2 separate regions of the Dromaius novaehollandiae genome follow, and region 2 is linked to region 1. Evidence: chromatin contacts called from public Hi-C data. All regions are on one chromosome and are shown on one strand. Each heading gives the region's core, a stretch centred on a gene start, on an enhancer-like site or on the middle of the called end of the contact. The rest is flanking DNA. Distances are from core to core; before and after follow the strand shown. Region 1 overlaps TJP1 (tight junction protein 1). Region 2 overlaps TJP1 (tight junction protein 1).

Region 1 (5,471 bases), core at 1,900-4,399:
GCAGGACGTGCAGGACCGCGTGGCCTAGGACAGCGTAACCGAAGGGCGAAACGTGGCTCAGGTGCAATGAAAGTAAAACCCTGCGTTGGGGAGAATTAGGCAGACTGACGAAGCGAGTCCCTACCGTAGGGATATCCTGTTACGTCGGTTAGGTCTGTCTGAGACTTCTCAGGGCAGCAGAGGCAGGTAGCGACGCAGATTTCACTAAATACCTGCATCCACCTTTTACGGCTCCTTTGAAGTTTCTGTCTTATTGCTGCAAACCACTCTTTTGGCTATACAAACAGCGTAAGAAATCATGAATATATCTTTTTTCCTTGCTCTAGGTCATTCGTGTTCATGCCTGTTTACAGCGCAGAACCACTGCTGCTTGTTGGCTGTGGCGCAGTATTACACGAGCACGAGGATCAACAGACTCCAGTCCAGGAAACAGTTGCTTCCTCAACTGATGTGACAGCTCAGGTTTGTAACTACAGAAAACAACGCAGGCTATCACCTGTTTTCTAGAGGGATCCAGAAAGCAGTTCACGGTTTACTGGAGCCAGCTACATACGATTTGCTGAAGAATTTGCACAAAATTATTATGTTCTCTGGCAGAAGAGCACACCGCAGCAGCAGGATGTCAAGGCAGCACCTAGAGCTACAGGAAGGTCCTCTATCCGTTCAGCTCTTTTACAGAGCTTGCAGAACTACGGCAGAAGAAAATAACAGGAAATGTGGCCACCAACTACTGTATTCGCTGCAGACCACCTCTAGTTCTTACTAACCCATAAGGAAGCAGGCCATGGCATAGCCCGTCACTGAAGCAGGCATGAGATATGAGCAGGGGCTTCTACCTTCTCCTCCCTTCCCCTTCTTGTAATACCTCAGAAACAAATACACATCAGGCAACTATCTTCTAGCACCAGCGCTTCCAGTAAATCATTTGAGAGGGAAATTCCAATGAGCTTCAATTTTTATATTCCGCTTTTTTCCAAGAAATGTGTTTGCTCATCTTGATCTTTTTTCACCAATAGCAAAATAAACACCTGACTGTGCAATTCACTAACAACCAATATCTCCCACTGCTGGGACTCAGCTTCAGCAAAATATTAAGATGTCAGTGAAAGGGAAACAGCTTCCGCATACTCCAACAGGCAGAAACTAACAAAAGCTTGTTATTATATTCTATTAGTTACATAGCTTATTTGCTACTATTATCAACGCTTTTAATATTGCCTTGTGAGAGGTTGTCTTTATTTCTGTAGGACCTTTGTTTCTTTAGAAGAAGACCCGAGATAGGAACTAGAAGTACCTGGCATTAAAGAATGTACAACACAAACTGGAAAATCCTCTCAGCACTGGGAAAAAGAGCTCAGCATGTAAAGAAACTCCTTGATGATGCTTTATATTCCCCAAAATAATTATATATCTCCCTCTAGGAGAGCCCTAATAGCTCTGCCTAATAATAGCTCTAAACTAAAAGTCTTTTTACTTTAAACAGTACATGACTGAGGAAAGCACAGTACCTCAGGGAGCCGCAGTATTTCCATGTAATGTAATGCAGTAATTCACTGTGAGCGTCACCCAACTTTTCAACCTGTGATGCCTGAAGATGTTCTCCCTCCCAGCCGAAATTTGAGGCTGGAAGTTTGAATACGAAACACCCTATCATCTCTTTTACTGTAAAAATAAAACAGCAGTTGATAAAAAATGCTTTAATGTCACTTTTAGGAAAAGACTTTTACTCCTCAGTTGAAATGCCTGCTTGCCGCTACGGTGACAAGGACTATTTCTACAACACACCTGGAGAAGGAAGAAACGATGCTCATTTCATTCACACGAGGAGTTCAGCTCACACACCTGAGTCAACAGCAGCCGCAGCCGCGCTTGCCCGCGGAGGGCTCGCCCAGCCGGCTGCCTGGATTCTCGGCGCACGGGCACGCGACGGGCCCAGGCAGGCTGGCCCTGGCCAGTTACAGCGTGTGTAGCGGTGAGTGCAAGCTGACGCAGGAACGCGGGGCGTACCTATCGCGGGTCGCGCTGCTGCCGGATTCTCCAAGTGCCTGAATCGGTGCATCTGTTGTGATCTGAGGAGACACCGGCTGAGTAACTAATCCTTCCTGCAGCACTGAGCTGCCACGAGAGGAACTGAAAGCTCAGGACATCCGCAGGAGCCAGCTCGTGAGTGACACCTTTCCGTACGTAATAGCCTATTGGTGTTCCTAGCAAAACACGAATTTTAGATACTATTATAAGTCAACCATTTAAAGTGACTGGGTAGGGTCACAATTTGCTCTAAGCTGCAATGTTTTTATGTAATATGGAAAAATATTACATAAGACATTTAATTAGCTTACCATACAGATTTGTATTTCACAGACTTTTTTCAACAACGGTATCAATGTTTAAACAGGATTTTATTTATTTTCTAAACTTCTCCGAGTTTATAAAACATTTTCTATTTTATGGAAATATATGAACACATATTTGAAAAATTACTGCAACCTACGTATTGAAGAAATATTGTTTTTTCCTACCCAGTAGTGACTAGCTTCGTGCTTATCACCCACAGTAAGCCAACAGACCATAACGGCTCTGTTAGTCACTGAACCATAAAGTGAAAAGTCTAAACAGGACTTGCTGTTTTAGCCTGCAAGTCTGTCCACAGAAAATGACATTTAAATAATCAGAGAATCACAGAATTATAGGCCGAGACGTCAAGAGACCATCTAGCCCAGCAGCGCTTGAGTGACAGCCCGAAGGACAACCCACGCCGGCCAAGGTCCGCTGCCTCTGCCCAGGGAGCGCCCGGGAGGCGGCCGCGGCGGAGGGGCTGCGCGGCGGAGGGGCTGCGCGGCGGAGGGGCTGCGCGGCAGGGGCTGCCGCCGCCTCCGCCGGGGCCACGCACCCCGCCAGGTCCCAGCAAGGCCGTGCAGGAAGAAACAACCATTTGCTCAGTAAAGGGTTCTGTATGAACTGATTCAGCCCATGCCCGTACAGAGAGTCAGGACAAATATAACTAAATCTGTTACAGGTGTTTTTAAGACCCGTTTTCAAAATTTTCCAGGAAATTGTGTGTGCGTGTGCCCCTCAGCACACGGTGCAGTTAATGACTTAGCTTAAACGCAACAGGAAGGAGATTTAAGCTAAACAGTTGGATTTTGCACTGAAACACTGGAGGCGTCCGCACAAACTGCATTCCACAACCTCTGCTGAGAGACTGAGAACAACTAAGGCAGAAAGGACACAGAGGGACAGTAAAACCTTAACTTAAACTACGTTTACCTGGTCTGTCACCTTTGCTGGAAATGAAGCATTTTATCTCTCTGATCCTACATCCAGTGGTCACAGAGAACAACCACTGCTGTTTACTTTTCAGCAACCTTTTACCTATTTGAGAGCTGATTAGCAATCTCCATTCGGCAAATTTTTCTAAACATACTATTCTTGCTGCCCTCTTCTGAACACTAATTTATCTGTTTTTTTCCTAACGGCAGAGCAAAAAAAGTGAATAAATGACTCCCGGCCCCAGAGGAGATCTCAACAGTATGTCTGGTATTGACAATCCTATGAATATATCTCAGAACAACACTTGCCTTTTTTTGAAATAGCATCACAGTGTTGACATACTCAGTTTGTGCTCCTCTACAATTCCCCACTCCTTCTTTGCACTAATGCTGCAAACTAGTTATTCCTCATTTTACGTTTTACATCTGATTTCTCCTTTGTGTTGTTCTACTTTTGCCTGAAAAATTACTTCTTTGAAAAAATGAAAAGAAAAAATTTTCATTTTGGAAAAGTGAAAAAATACTTTTGCCTATTGAATTACATCTTGCTGATCTCAGATACTTTCTCCAATTTATCGAGATCATTCTAAATTCCAACCTGCCCTGCAAAGGATTTACAAGCACTTTCAGGCTGGTGTCATGCGCAGGCTTGGTAAGCCTACTCTCTGCTCCACCATACAAATAAACTGTCCACGAAAACGTTCATGAGGACCACACGAAGGACGAACACTTGCCGAACCACACCTGAACTGCCTATCCATTCCCACAGCAAACCACTGACAGCAATACACTATTGTTTTCAATACAAATCAGCTTTACAGTGGATTTCTATTTCATCAGTTTGCTAACAAGAATGTTATATGGAGCTGCGTTCAAAGCCTTGCTGAAGTCAGAAACATAACGCTGCTTTCTCTTATCTACCAGGCTACTTACTTGCTGAAGCAAGCAGGTAACTTAGCTTGATATAATCTGTTCTTCACAAAGGTACATTCAATGTTTTTACCACCTTACTATCTTCAAGATTCTTCTAAACCGTTAGCCAGTTTGGCCTAGTACCTTTCCTGATGCTAGTAAAGCTCCTCTGTCTATGATGCCTCAGCTCTTCTTACTCTCCTGTTTGAAAGGACGTTATATTATGCACGTCTCCAGTCCCCCAGGACCCTCCCCCCCCCATCCTCCATGAATTTGCAAAGATAATTGCTAATATTTCAGAGATTGCTTCAGCTACTTCCATAGGTAGTCTGGGAGGAATTCCATTAGGCACTGCCAACTCGAATATATCCAGCTTACCTAAACACTGTTTAACTCATTCCCCTCCTGTTCTGAACTGCCTTCTATGCTTTACTAAAATCCTGTAGCCCTGTGTCATCTATCATTTGTTCTCGTGGTGATAAGTTAAAGCCAAGTTAAATTCTGTACAATGATAACTGAAGTGTCAGGGGCTTTGCATTTTAAAATTAAGCCTTAAAATAAATATTCAAAAATTCCAAGCAGAAGAATTAACTCTTCCATTCTCTATCTACAACAGTACTTTCTAAACTAACATATTCCCAAATAGTTAGAGGCTTTTCCTGCTTTCTTCACAAGTATCTCTGTTTACAAGTTCCAAATTTTGACAGACAGAGATTTCCATGGTTAAATAATCTCATTTATGTAGGGGTATATCACATGCTTAATCTTCCTGTCTTTCCCAGCATTCATCCCCACGTCTACAGATGAATCACTGGAAAAGAAAGTGTGTGCTGTCACTGAGTTTTAATTTTTTATTTTAACTGCGTACTATTTAACGAGTTCTAACTTTAATTCTGGGACTTTGTATATTGTAGCCTTATCCTGCTAATGCAAAGGGTAATAAACATCAATCCCTTTCTAATCATTTTTGCCAGATCGGTGGATAGAGTGATTTTTTTCCCCCCTATGGTAGCACTCTATAGCAAGCTGTACACATTCACATTCTTTCCTTTGACAGATGCTTATTTTTTCGTAAGAGAACTGCACTTTACAAATTTCCATTTGGAATTGTTAAAGCAGTACTTTGGCAGATAAGGCTTGCAATTCAGATTAAACATAAAAAAAATGCCAAGGACACACTTCAGTTTGTGAAAACTTTACCTATTTTGGTCCAGATGTGTAACAGAAAAAAGTGCTTGTCTCAGAATACTTGTCATTTTAACTTCTTTTTTAATGATATTCTGAGATAAC
Region 2 (5,471 bases), core at 1,521-4,020, 98 kb before region 1:
GTCCCAACTTTGCTAAAACACAAAACAAAACAATGCCCCAAAACCAAACACTCCTCACACACACCCTGACACACATGCCCCTCTCCGGATACGGCTCTTTAGAAAGAGGAAGGTTGGGGTGAACCAGACTGCTGTCTTTGCTACTCTCCTTGCTTCAAAAGCAAGGAAGCCCCACACACAGGCTCCACATGGAAACCTAAGACTAAGAGTCCTGATGCTGCTCTCCATCACACCTCCCTACGGAGGTATGGGATCTCCAGGGGCACTCCGGGCTGTGATCTGGCCATGCCGTTTGTCCCACCGTGCACGGGAGCAGCCCTGCGTGCGGAGATGTGCACGTACCGTGCAGCGGTGCTTCGCGGAGGTGAAAGGCAGAATCCAAACCTGCCCCTAGCTGCTTCCTGCCCTCTGTAGGGAGCATGGTCCTAAGTCCACACCTGCTGCAGTTTATTGCACATAAAAGTGAAAAATAGGAGCATTTCTCACACAGTCAGTCATCCGACTTATTTTAGCAAAGGACAACTGGCCTGCTCTTATGTTCTTCCTGTACATGTTTACAGCATAAAATATAATCAAAGGAGTATATGACAAACTAAAAAAAAATCTCTCATTCTGAAAACAGTAAGAATGTCTAAAGCTCTAAGAGTGTGATTTCTACTCCTTTAGCTCAAACATTATCTATTTTAATATAGAGGTTACTTTCCTACCAGCTATATCATAGCAGGACTGTACATGTACACAACACACATGTTAAACTTGACTGTTATGCTCCCATCTGTTCAGTACAAAATAATGCATTAGGGCTACAGCAGATCATCGTTAATAAGCAGTTGAAAAAACAAAGTCGCAGACTAGGATACTAAGGAGACAGTCTTAATTCCAGAGCACAGACATTCTAAACAGGCCAGAGAGATTCAAAACACCTATTCAGATCCTGATTGCATTAGCAAATACACAAGGATATAAAGGTCTTTGAGCAAGGACAGACCCAAACAAACCATATGCTTATTATATAATATCACACTTAATGGCCACAGAGGAAATAAGTATTCTAAAGAGGAACAAATAGCTTGGTTTTAAGTGCAACTCCCTCTCCTCTCAGAGAGGTCCACCGAGAAAAAACACCCTGTTCTTTCACTACTAACAGCCAGAGGGTGCTACTACACAATAATGAACACTGCTTCCTGCGAAGTGAAAGTGTATCCACAAAAATCCATTCTGCAGAGTAAAGACTGTATCTGTTAATCAGAACTACTGCTTCAAAAGTTTTATGAAGCCAGACTTTAGGGGTGGGGGAGAGGCAAATATACTGACCCGAGATTTGTATGAAAAGAATAAGACTGAACATATCAACATAAGTAAAGTGGGCTTTTCTGAAGCAACATTGCATGTTGCATGTGCATGAAACATCAGGAACAAAGCTTAGTTCAGCTCTGCTCTCTAGACAGACCATTCATGAATTTATTAGTACTTATTTGCCATTAATACCTTTCACTACTACCTTCTTCTAGTTGATATTAGAAATATATCGATCATCAGAAGCACGCACAAAACTATAACCACCCACAGAAGACAGAGGCATCCACCATTGTAAACAACTAGCTATTTGCAAGTGGTTGTTAAGTACAGGTACAGTGGCTTAAAAAAAAAAGCATAAGTTTTTAAAAGTTAATTCAAATAAATACACTTTCAAGCTCTCTTCTAGAGCTGATAAAAACGATGCTAAAACCATTAACTCAAGCAGCAAGCATTAACTTCTCTTTCTGCTGCCTAACTTCTATAAAGATTTTGCTATTCCTCTCTCAGATCTTCAGTATCATTCGTTTGTCCACAAAATAAAGTGCATAAGGTAAAGCAATAATTTTACTTTCAGTACCAGGCTGAGATATGACTGGACTCTTAATTTCCGTGAAAAAATTTACCATCTCTCATTAAAGAGACAGATGCATTTAGTTATTTAAAAGCATACTAAATAATTTACAAAGCAAAAGAAGTCCTATAATAGTATGGCCTACAATTAGCTCCTCCACTCCCTGCCAAAAGATGTTTGGGTATCGAGCACAAGTTACTAATATTTTATAGTAAATTTCTCACTGAGCCCTCTCTACCTTTTCCTTGCCCTCTCCCAAAACCTAACAGAAGCCTCATTCCAAAACTGCGTTCTCTTTTGCCTCAACAATAAGGCCAAAAATACTGGAGTTAGTATACAGGGCAACATTCATTTTACATTTCCTCTCTGCATAATCCAAGAACACTGCACTTTTATGTGCCTTGGATATCTGCATATATCAAAAACAAATATACAGGAAAAAAAACGGCTCACAAAAACAGTAACTAGAATGCAGGCACCGAAAACATGGCACAAAATAGAGGCAGCCAAACACCCAAGCTCATTCAGAGACGTGAAGCGCTACGCTTCAAAGCTACACCACTGCCTTGCATGCAGGCAAACGTACCTGGGCAATTACAATGGCTGTAAAAGGTCAGTTCTGCTCTACATAAGGAAACAAAGTTTGAATGGAAAAGACAATAGAACAAAATGAAAAAGCTCAGAACAACAGGAGAGTAGAATTTTTTAAAGTGGTCTCTTAAGTACTGCATACTTCCCCCTCTGCAAGATGGTACAGGAAAAAACTTGATGCTGTCACTGCTTCTAGGTGATCGAAACTCGCTGAGAAGTGACAGCTGCACTTCCCATGAGTCATCAGAGGTGTTATTAACTGCATATGTGTTCTGACAGTACTGTTTTTACTTCAACATCTGTGCTGTGTCAGGGCCCCCTCCACTCCCCCTCCTTTTTTTCTTAAGTATGCCCAACTGCAGCAGCTTTAAACAACCTTCAGTCACAAAATGCTGAGTCAGCTACACATTCATGCCATCAACTGTGGTTTTCATTATTTGGAAAAAAGTTCGTAACACATTCTTGCTGTGTGTTATGTTTGCACATAAAAGCTTTGAAAAATATGAACGTACAGGCTTTGTCTAAACATGTATTTTTAGCATATTTTAAACTGTTCACTATGAAAAGATAGTAAGGGCCAAGATCAGCATCTTCCTTCAAAATAGGGTCGACTTCTGTCCAAAATTCCAGTTTTTCCACTTAGTTGTTTCAGAAAGAGACAGAGAAAGCCTCTTTTGCAGTGTATAGACTCACAGATGCATTATGCAAGTCAGCCTCATCCTTTCAGAACTAATAACCGCCTCTACAGAGCTTCCTTCAAGCTACCATACCTTTCTTGCTGAGGCTGAAACGTTAGACATACCAAAAAGCATTTTTGTGATTCCAGTGTCCAAGGAAAGAGGACAGCAAAGGAGAACCGGGTCCCAAGAGCGAGTTCTTTCAGTTGGCAAAAGGCACCCAGAGATGTCATAGGCAATAGGCAAGACAACAAGACGGAGCAATAGGATCAGAGAGGTAAGAAATAGTATATATGATACTTCCCCAAGCACTCTCCAGCTTCGAGTGCAGAGGCTCCTTTTGCTCATCTCTGGCTGTCTTAAGTATTGCTCTTAAACACAGAATGTCAGAGAACTAAAGGTAACTTGGCATAATCTATTTTTTTTTCCTCTACCTAAACAGCTGCTCTTATACACATCTTTAAAACTATACTTACCCTTTAAAACATGGTCTGCTCAGCGAGTTCTTCCCCAAAGCCAGGACTTATTTTTATCTTGTATTTCATTTAGTGTCTAATTCAGTATCAGTTGGCTAAAAAACCTCAAAGTCTCCAGAGCTACAAGTATATGTCTGTATCTGCAGACTTCCAAGTCCTTTCAATATGGAGGAACTACTAAGAAATGACTGGTTAACCTAAAGCTACCTCAGAAACAAATCCAAAACCAAGCTTCTTACCTGTGCACAGAAGAGACTCCAGAGCTGGCTTCTCTCCTCAATATGGGAGGGCAGGAGGGGAAGCGTGCGTGTGTGTGTGTGTGGGGGGGAATGGGGTGGGCAAAGGGACTTAATCTCTGTTGTATCTGGAAATCGCTACGTCCACTTAAGAGTCAATCCTGAGTTCTCACTGTTGATTCAATGCATGTTCACGTAAAGACTACCGATTGAAATAAAGACATTATCCCATATAAAGACAAAGCTTTGACTAAACTAGCACAGAAATCAGTGATTTTACATAAGTACCTACCATTTTCTGGATCCCTTCTAAGACTATGGATAACTTGCAATCTACCATAACAGAAAAATGTAAGATAGTCAAAAGATTACTAATTACACTATTAGTAAATTAAAAAGAACATGGTTTAGAAACTGAGTTTTAGAAAAGCTGGCAGATTTCTGTAGTCTAGTGCATACCTGAAAGCATCAGGCAGTAATGAACCTTGTGTGAAAGGACCAAGTGCATTCCAGCAGAATTTTTCTCCTCCTCAGCATATGCTTGGCAGAATAGACACTAGAATGTCACCATCTTCAGTACATTCTTAGTGCCCTCCTAAAGCTCACAAAATTTGGTAACATTTTTTTGCACTTCTTCCTCAGCTTTGCTGTTCTCAAGCAGCTTTGAGATCTTTCTCCAAATTTTAAACCATGACAGAGAGTTGCATCTAACTTGCTCTCACAGCAAATCTGTTCTTGCACCAAAAAACATCCACCAAAGAAAAAGTTGCTTCTAACGTTCTTCCCTATGCATCTCAGGGCCCAACAGACATTCTGATCTTGAAAGAGACATGTTCAACAGGAAGTTAATCCATGCCAAGGTAGTTCGTGTTCATAAAGTAGATGCAATGGATGCATTCAGAGCTGAGAAAGCTTCAAAGTTCCTTTTCAGGAAGGATTTAATTCTTCTGATAGTTTAGTCCACAGAGAGGAAGTGACTGTCTACCTCAGCTACTGTATTTAATAGGTCAGGAAAGAACTAACACTGGGGTAAATAAGTCAGTTTCAGCTTTGATGGTTTTTTCCCCTCCACTAGTCCTTTTCATGCCGTATTAGAAATGCATGATAAGAAATACAGGTTTCAGATCTGATAGAGACCTCGCACCCTTTACAATCAAATTTTTCAAAGCGTGTCCTACTTGAAGAGTATACTCAAGAGAAAGGCAAAGCTACAAAACCCACTTTCGTTGACATTCAGAACCAGAGTATTTCAAAATGCTTATTTTCCCACACTAACTCAAACCATAGGAATTGTCTTTTTTCTGCACTCTTGAAGGGACAATCAGAAAAATCGTTTTTGACCCTAAAAATCACAACAATAAACACAAACATAACTTCCTTTGCAACATACTTAGACAACAACATCATGACATGAGGAAGACTCAACACATTCATTAATCCTGAATTTCCACCACTGCCTTCGTAACTAAAACTATGGAGCTATGACTTCCCCACCTAAAGAATGCCTCAAGTTGGTTGATCTTTTTATACAAAGACAGGAAAAACAAGTTAACAGCTCACTTTACTTGTATTTTTTTCCTCAGACACTACGTGGAGAAAAGAATATCACCAAAGCAGGAAG

The links. Hi-C and Micro-C count contacts between places; a contact is called where the count stands out from the background.
Region 2: a Hi-C map of ovary shows a contact between it and region 1, with 2.7 times the contacts expected there. The contact joins two enhancer-like sites. A contact is called at or near these places in 2 of 4 Hi-C or Micro-C datasets (brain and ovary).

The regions. Positions count from the first base shown.
Region 1 is chr10:18,111,834-18,117,304 of bDroNov1.hap1, reverse strand. The region is part of intron 2 of TJP1 (tight junction protein 1); the gene reads right to left. Among named protein-coding and RNA genes, the nearest start is that of TJP1, 47 kb to the right of the region's middle. Within about 2 kb of position 3,149, at least 2 of the 2 cell types and tissues checked have open chromatin away from gene starts, as enhancers often do.
Region 2 is chr10:18,209,715-18,215,185 of bDroNov1.hap1, reverse strand. All of the region lies in intron 9 of TJP1 (tight junction protein 1), which reads right to left. Among named protein-coding and RNA genes, the nearest start is that of ENTREP2, 78 kb to the left of the region's middle. Within about 2 kb of position 2,770, at least 1 of the 2 cell types and tissues checked has open chromatin away from gene starts, as enhancers often do.